2 separate regions of the Sus scrofa genome follow, and region 2 is linked to region 1. A link is a contact called in public HiChIP or PLAC-seq data. All regions are on one chromosome and are shown on one strand. The core of a region is the stretch at or near the end of the contact, and the rest is flanking DNA. Distances in the headings are between cores, read along the strand shown.

Region 1 (3,271 bases), core at 495-2,994:
GGCTTTTTCTCTCCCCTTTTTGATATCTCCACCCCGGCTACTGACCCAGAGCTGGAAGAGGGGATCCCCCTCAGCAACTCCCCCTGCTCCTTAGAACATAGTTTTCTTGATTTCTTTTTTCTACTTTTTTTTTTTTTTAACAGTGGCAAATGGCAGTTCCCAGGCTAGGGGTCGAATCAGAGCTTGCACTGCCGGCCTACACCACAGCCATAGCGACTTAGGATCCAAGCCACGTCTGCAACCTACACCACAACTCATGGCAACGCCAGATCCTTAACCCACACAGCCAAGGCCAGGGATCGAACCCGCATCCTCACGGACACTATGTTGGGTTCTTAACCCACTGAACCATGACAGGAACGCAAAGGATGGTTTTCTGGAGCTCTGTTCTCCACCTCTCTGACCCCAGGACTTCTTCCTTCCACCCCAAACCTTCACTTGGCCTGTGATTCCTGGGAGCTCCAGCCGTATGTTGAGTATTACCCACCCCCTGGTTTAGTGAAGAACCTGTGCCCCGCCCCACAACCTGAGATTAATCTTAACATTCTCTACAGTTCGTCCTTAAGTAATATTAGTTATAACATCCTTCATGCATTCACACTGTATGCCTGAGTGAAACGTTTAAAACACTGATCATCCCACATCCTGCAGCTTTAGGAGAGATAACCTGCCAAGAGGGTCCTCAATCACAAGCTGGAAAACAGGACAGTGAAAAACCAACCGCTTCCTTTCTCCTGTTTCTATAAACTGGTTTGGACATATAGCTAATAGGACTGGGGAAGGCAGTTCTGAAATAAGATTTTTTTTTATTAACAGGATAACAAGTGACTGATGAAAGGGAGCTGGTGAGCCACTCTTTCCAGGGGTTCCCTAGTCACAGGACTCACAGAGGGGGGACCAGATGACTAGGGCTCAGTTAACCCACACCATCCACTTACAGATAAGGAAGCCATGGCCCCAGTTTGCTAAGGGCACAGTGTTAGCACGCATGCCCCAACCTGCGTGATATCTATAAGGGTGCTAAGGAAAAGAAGGGGAAGAAAGTAGGGGAGGACAAGGACAATGAGAAATGCAAACCCCTGAAAACAAAACTGAAAGTGGAATTAGAATTTTGACAAAAAGTAAGGGCAAATAAAACAAAACCTTGCATTTAATACAGAATCTTTCTTTTAAAAGCTGATGTACCTTAAAGGACATTAATCTTCTGCAGGATCTACCTTCCTTGGAAATAGCTAAAAATTAGCCAGAGTTGTTAGAGATGATGAAACTAGGCTAGCACGTGCCCCCTCTAACCTCCTAAGTGGTTCTTAAGGGCAGTTCCCATTCTCAGTTCCCTCTGCGGGCTGACCGCTTAGGGTGCACATCTGCCCAGACTCCTCTCTGCTGTCGAAATTGTCTCACTCAAAAAGGAAATGCCGAAACCAAAAGAAAAAAGGAAACAAAACCAAAATACACCAGGTCCACCCATCCACACCACCCTAGGGTGTCAGTCACCTTCTCAGGCGCTGTCACCCAGGGAACCTGAAGCAGGCCCCGCCTCCTCCAGCCCTCCCCCTCCGCCCCCAGGGAGCTTGGTGTGCAACTGACACAGGACACCCATTACCTGGTGATGGCACATATCTGTGGGCCAGTCTGTCTCCCCCACCAACCCCTCGGGAACTCAGACCCCATCTTACTCATCCCTGTATCGCGAGGCACAACAAGGGTCTGTCCCAAAGCAGACTCTCAACATGTGTTCACCACCACGTAAACCCCAGGTTGAGAATGTGGGGCATAAGTGCACAGGCCTCTCTGGCCTCCCCGGCCTTCCCTTGGCCTTGTCCCATCCTCTCTGCCCTGTCACATTCCCTCACCAAGCAAACAAGCTAACCCTGGCTACTGGGTCACAGGCGAGCCCTGACAACCAGCACAGGGAAAAATCTGGAACATTTCTTCCCAAATACAGTTCACTTGTATGTTCTGTTCTGAGTTAAGCCTAAATCCTGATTTCCTACAAAATCCTTCAATTCAAAACATTTCTAATGCCTCAGTTTTCGTGTAACATTGTTCAGATGGTGGAACTGCAGTCTCCATCACAAAATAGAAAACTGAGGCTGGAATAAGAGTGGTTCACACTTAGGGGTGAGGGCTTCCTGTGTGTGGGTGCTGTATTAAATTTGGACACAAAGTGGCTATTTTACCTCACAACAGCTGGAGACAGGTATACAGCCCTTCTTTTCCTATCTTTTTTTTTTTTTTTTTTTTTGCCTTTTAGGGCCCCACCCACAGCATATGGCAGTTCCCAGGCTAGGCATTGAATCAGAGCTACAGCTGCTGGCCTACACCACAGCCACAGCCACATCAGATCCGAGCGGCGTCTGTGACCTACACCACAACTCATGGCAACACCAGATCCTTAACCCACTGAGCTAGGCTAAGGATCGAACCTGCAACCTCGTGGCTCCTAGTTGGATTCGTTTCCACTGTGCCACAACAGGAACTCCCCTTTCCTTTTTTTACCTACAGACAGTTTTCTACAATAATTAAACCAGTCAAATAAGATTATCTTCTGCCTCTCTACTGTCAGGCTATGGATCTTCATAGACTTTTACTTTCTCTGTGCCTAGATTTTCCCAAGGGGTTAAATGGTGAACACAAAGCCTTTTTATGCCTATGGCAAGGAGCAGGGAGAGTGCAAAATAACAAAATTAAAACAAATCAGGTCATCTTCCTAAGACAAGATGCATCAGATAGCACCTCACGCTTCTAATAAGACTGGACTTGCGTTTCCAAATCTCTCCACCCTGGGTTATCATCCATCTAACCCATGTCAGGAACACTGGCAAGGACAGAAAGCAATTTCTCCTTTGCACTGGCTCAGACATCCCTCTGCTGGCCTAGATAAACAGGACCATGGGAGTTCAGTTTTTATTTCATGAGGCAGACAGTATTTAAAATTTCTGAAGCTGAAATCACCTCACCTGACTGTAACTAGAAGTAGGAGCAGCTGGCTCTTCACTGATGTGAGTATTGCTTATGGACGTGGTTCTCAAAAGTGGTCCCAGACCAGCCAGCCGCGTCAGCATCAGCTGGGAAGATGTTAGACATGTAAACTACCAGGTCCCACCCCAAGCTACTTGCCTCAAAAACTCAGGAGGGGGTGGGCCCAGCACAAGGTGTTTTAACAAGCCGCCAGGTGAAATCTGAGCCCCATTACCGTGAGCATGGGCATGCCCTGCTGGGCTACCGTGTGTTTCCCAATTGTACGTAATCACCATGGTGTCCACCAACA
Region 2 (3,151 bases), core at 624-3,123, 180 kb before region 1:
TCTCCCAAGGAGTAAGTTCATGAAGAAGGGTTTGGACTTTTTCTATATGAGAGTGTCTGAGTCATTAAAAGCATGTACTTTGCAGTTCCCTGGTGGCTCATCGGGTTAAGGCTCTGGCATTGTTACTGCCATGGCATAGCTTCTATCCCTGGCTCCAGAACTTCCACGTGCCAAGGATGGGGCCAAAAACAAACAAAAAACAAACACAAAAATGAAACATGTACCTTGCAATCACACATAACTGCATTCCCCAATCTGTCCCAAAGACCTTGAGCATGTGATTTAATTCTGCTGAGCCTCAGTTTCTTCATCAATAGAATGGGAGTAATAACAGTACTATAACTTGATGTTGTTACATGGGTTAAAGACATAACACCAACAAACAGGTGGGGTTTTTTGTTTGTTTGTTTGACCACACCTGCAGCATATGGAAGCTCCCGGGCCAGGGATGGAATCCAAACTTCAGCTGCAACCTACACCACAGCGGTGGCAATGCTGGATCCTTAACCCACTGCACCACAGTGGGTACCCTTGCAAACAGTTTAATAAAGCTCAGGACAAAGAGTAAGTGTTCATCAAATATTGTTCCTACTGGAAGGAGTAAACTATCGTCATCGTTATGAGGCAAAGCTAGTTCCAAGACATTACTTAAAAAACAGGTGTCCTCATAAGCTCAAAAACATTCTGGGCTCCTTCACCAGGAGTCTAGAGAAAGTCTTGCTGGAGAGACTTTTATTATTTCATTTAGTAATAAAGCACAGAGTGCTCCTATATCTTGGGAGCAAAGTGAGAGCAGCAGTAGCAAGCAGAGGCTTATTGGCCCCTGAGAAAAACAGAACTGTTAATATCATCCACACAGCAACAAAACTGAATCCCTTGCTCAAGATTGCCCAACTAATAAATGGCAGAGCTGGGGTTCAAACCCAGGCAGCCTGGCTTCAGTCCCTGTTCTTAACCATTCTGCCGCTTTAGCAATTAGAAAGAGCAATAATTGGAGACTGACCAAATCACAGACCAGAAGCAGGCCAGAGGAAGGCCAAAACCCCCCTAAAGATAGTTGAAGACAAGAGAGAAATAAGGGAAATGACACAAAAGAGCAGCTAATGGGGCCTCAGAATAAAAGGACCTAAACTGCTAATGATTCTAAGTTCAACTCTTAAGAACATAGTCATCGCAAGAATCCTAAAATGATGGTACTAGGAAAGTGAACCAGTTTCAACACTTGCTTAAAGACAAAATGACTAGAAGACACAAAAGCTGAGAAGATACCAATTAAATCCTTCATTTTAGCCACATTATGACTTAGAAACACCTGCTAGGGAACAGGTCACATGGAAAATACCAGCTATCATGGGAGAGCCCCAACAGGATGGGATTTTCTTACCAAGATTAAGTGTCCTGCTACCTTTTCCTTAAATTTCTACAGCAGAAAAGAGGAAGAAAGGTCACCAGAGTGGTTGAATTCTCTGTCAATCAGAAGGAAGGGGACAAGAAAAGGATGAAAATCGTGCCCCCGGTTAAGCAGGAGAATGCACAGAGAGCTGGAGAGATAAAGAGAAGCCAGCTTATCCCTGGCCAGCCTCAAATGTGGCACTCTTAAATGGCCCTGTGACCCCTGTCTCTTATTATCCATGCCTGTAATCCCCTTCCCTTGAGTGGGGGCAGGACCTGTGATTTGCCTATCACCAACAGAATAAGACAAAAATGATGGGGCATGTAGTTACATCACATAAGACTGTAACCTTCATTCTGCTACAAGATTTTCTCCCTTGTTGGTTTTGAGGAAATAAGCTGCCAAGTGGTGAGCTGCCTACAGAGAGAGCCAGAGAGGGCAGTCTCCAGCTGACAGGTAACAAGCAACTGAGATCCCATAGGAAACTGAGTTCTACCAACGATCATATGAGCTTAATGAAAATCCTTCCCCAGTCGAGCCTCAGATGAAAACAGCGGCCCCGGCTGATGACCTGATTACAGTCTTATAAAGTACCTAGCCAAATGGCAAAGAGACTCCTGACCACGAAAACTGAGATAGTCTGCGCACTGATTAAGTGACTAGTTGGCAGCGAACTTGTCATGTAGCTGTAATAACCAATACAGAAGGGAAGTCAGACACAAGCTCCTGATGAAACCACATGCCCTTCAGAGAGAGGAGGGGAAGGAAGTGGAAGGCCGGTGCCAGACCATGGAAGAAGGATCCTGCCCTCACACTGGTGTGCGTCCTCCTATTCAACTATCTCTGACTCAGACCCTCAGGTTCCTCTCTGACCACACACATCCTGTCACCCCATCCTTACCATTTGGAAGAGAAAGTGGGCCATAATTACCAAGGAAGTAACAATCTTATAAATGGTGATTAGGTTCCCTGACTGGCCTGTAAAGGCCAAATGCTGACATATTTAAAACATCAAGACCATCGTATGAGCTATTCTATGACCCTACTCATCACAAAATAATTTTAACAAAGAGTATTTTATATGTGATGTAATGGACTTATATTAAACACTCTATAAAACCCATGTTTGGAAAGACAAGTTAGAGACTTTGTTAGTGGTTTTAAGAACAAAGTAAAAATTCAAACATCTAAAGTTCTATCTAAGCTTTGCTAATATGGGTTCTTTAGAAATCAAACATATATATTCTAAAATATTCTGAGCAAGTACTGACTGCTTCTACAAATTAATTCAAGTAACATTTCTCCAGCAGAGCACACAGCTAAGCCTCACTGAGCCAGAGACCACTCACCTCAACAGGCCATCTAGCTACATACAAGCAGCCACTGGTGGGGAGGAGTCCCCTTGTGGCTCAGCAAGTTAGGGATCCAACGTTGTCACTGCAGCAGCTCGCATCACTGCTGTGGCACAGGTACAATCCATGGGCGTGGGCAAAAAATCAAGAAACTGGTGGGGCCATCCTACAATCACATCATTTGAAAGCTGGAAAATCCTCATTAATCTTCTCATCTTGGCCTCGCAGTTGACAGATGACGCCACACAGACCCCCAAGACTGTAGGCAACCTGTTCAGGGTCACCCAGAGGCACAAATGGGGCCTCCTATTTCCCAGGCTTGTTTATGCTCAAGTCTACCAAACTTTAGCTTCAACTCCAGACATAATGAAATCAGTGGTATCAAACATTCCATGAGGAAAAAAAT

Evidence for each region. HiChIP or PLAC-seq counts read pairs in DNA pulled down with a chosen protein or histone mark.
Region 2: a contact with region 1 is called in an H3K27ac HiChIP or PLAC-seq map of alveolar macrophages. The contact joins two enhancer-like sites. A contact is called at or near these places in 3 of 47 Hi-C or Micro-C datasets (alveolar macrophages, liver and skeletal muscle) and 2 of 2 datasets of contacts at active chromatin or transcription factors (alveolar macrophages and skeletal muscle).

Annotation. Positions count from the first base shown.
Region 1 is chr14:99,443,002-99,446,272 of Sscrofa11.1, forward strand. It overlaps a transcript of SGMS1 not described here. Among named protein-coding and RNA genes, the nearest start is that of MINPP1, 130 kb to the right of the region's middle. Within about 2 kb of position 1,745, at least 26 of the 83 cell types and tissues checked have an H3K27ac peak or open chromatin away from gene starts, as enhancers often do. A contact at or near this core is called in alveolar macrophages, where this site is marked.
Region 2 is chr14:99,266,743-99,269,893 of Sscrofa11.1, forward strand. It overlaps a transcript of SGMS1 not described here. Among named protein-coding and RNA genes, the nearest start is that of SGMS1, 51 kb to the left of the region's middle. Within about 2 kb of position 1,874, at least 6 of the 83 cell types and tissues checked have an H3K27ac peak or open chromatin away from gene starts, as enhancers often do. A contact at or near this core is called in alveolar macrophages, where this site is marked.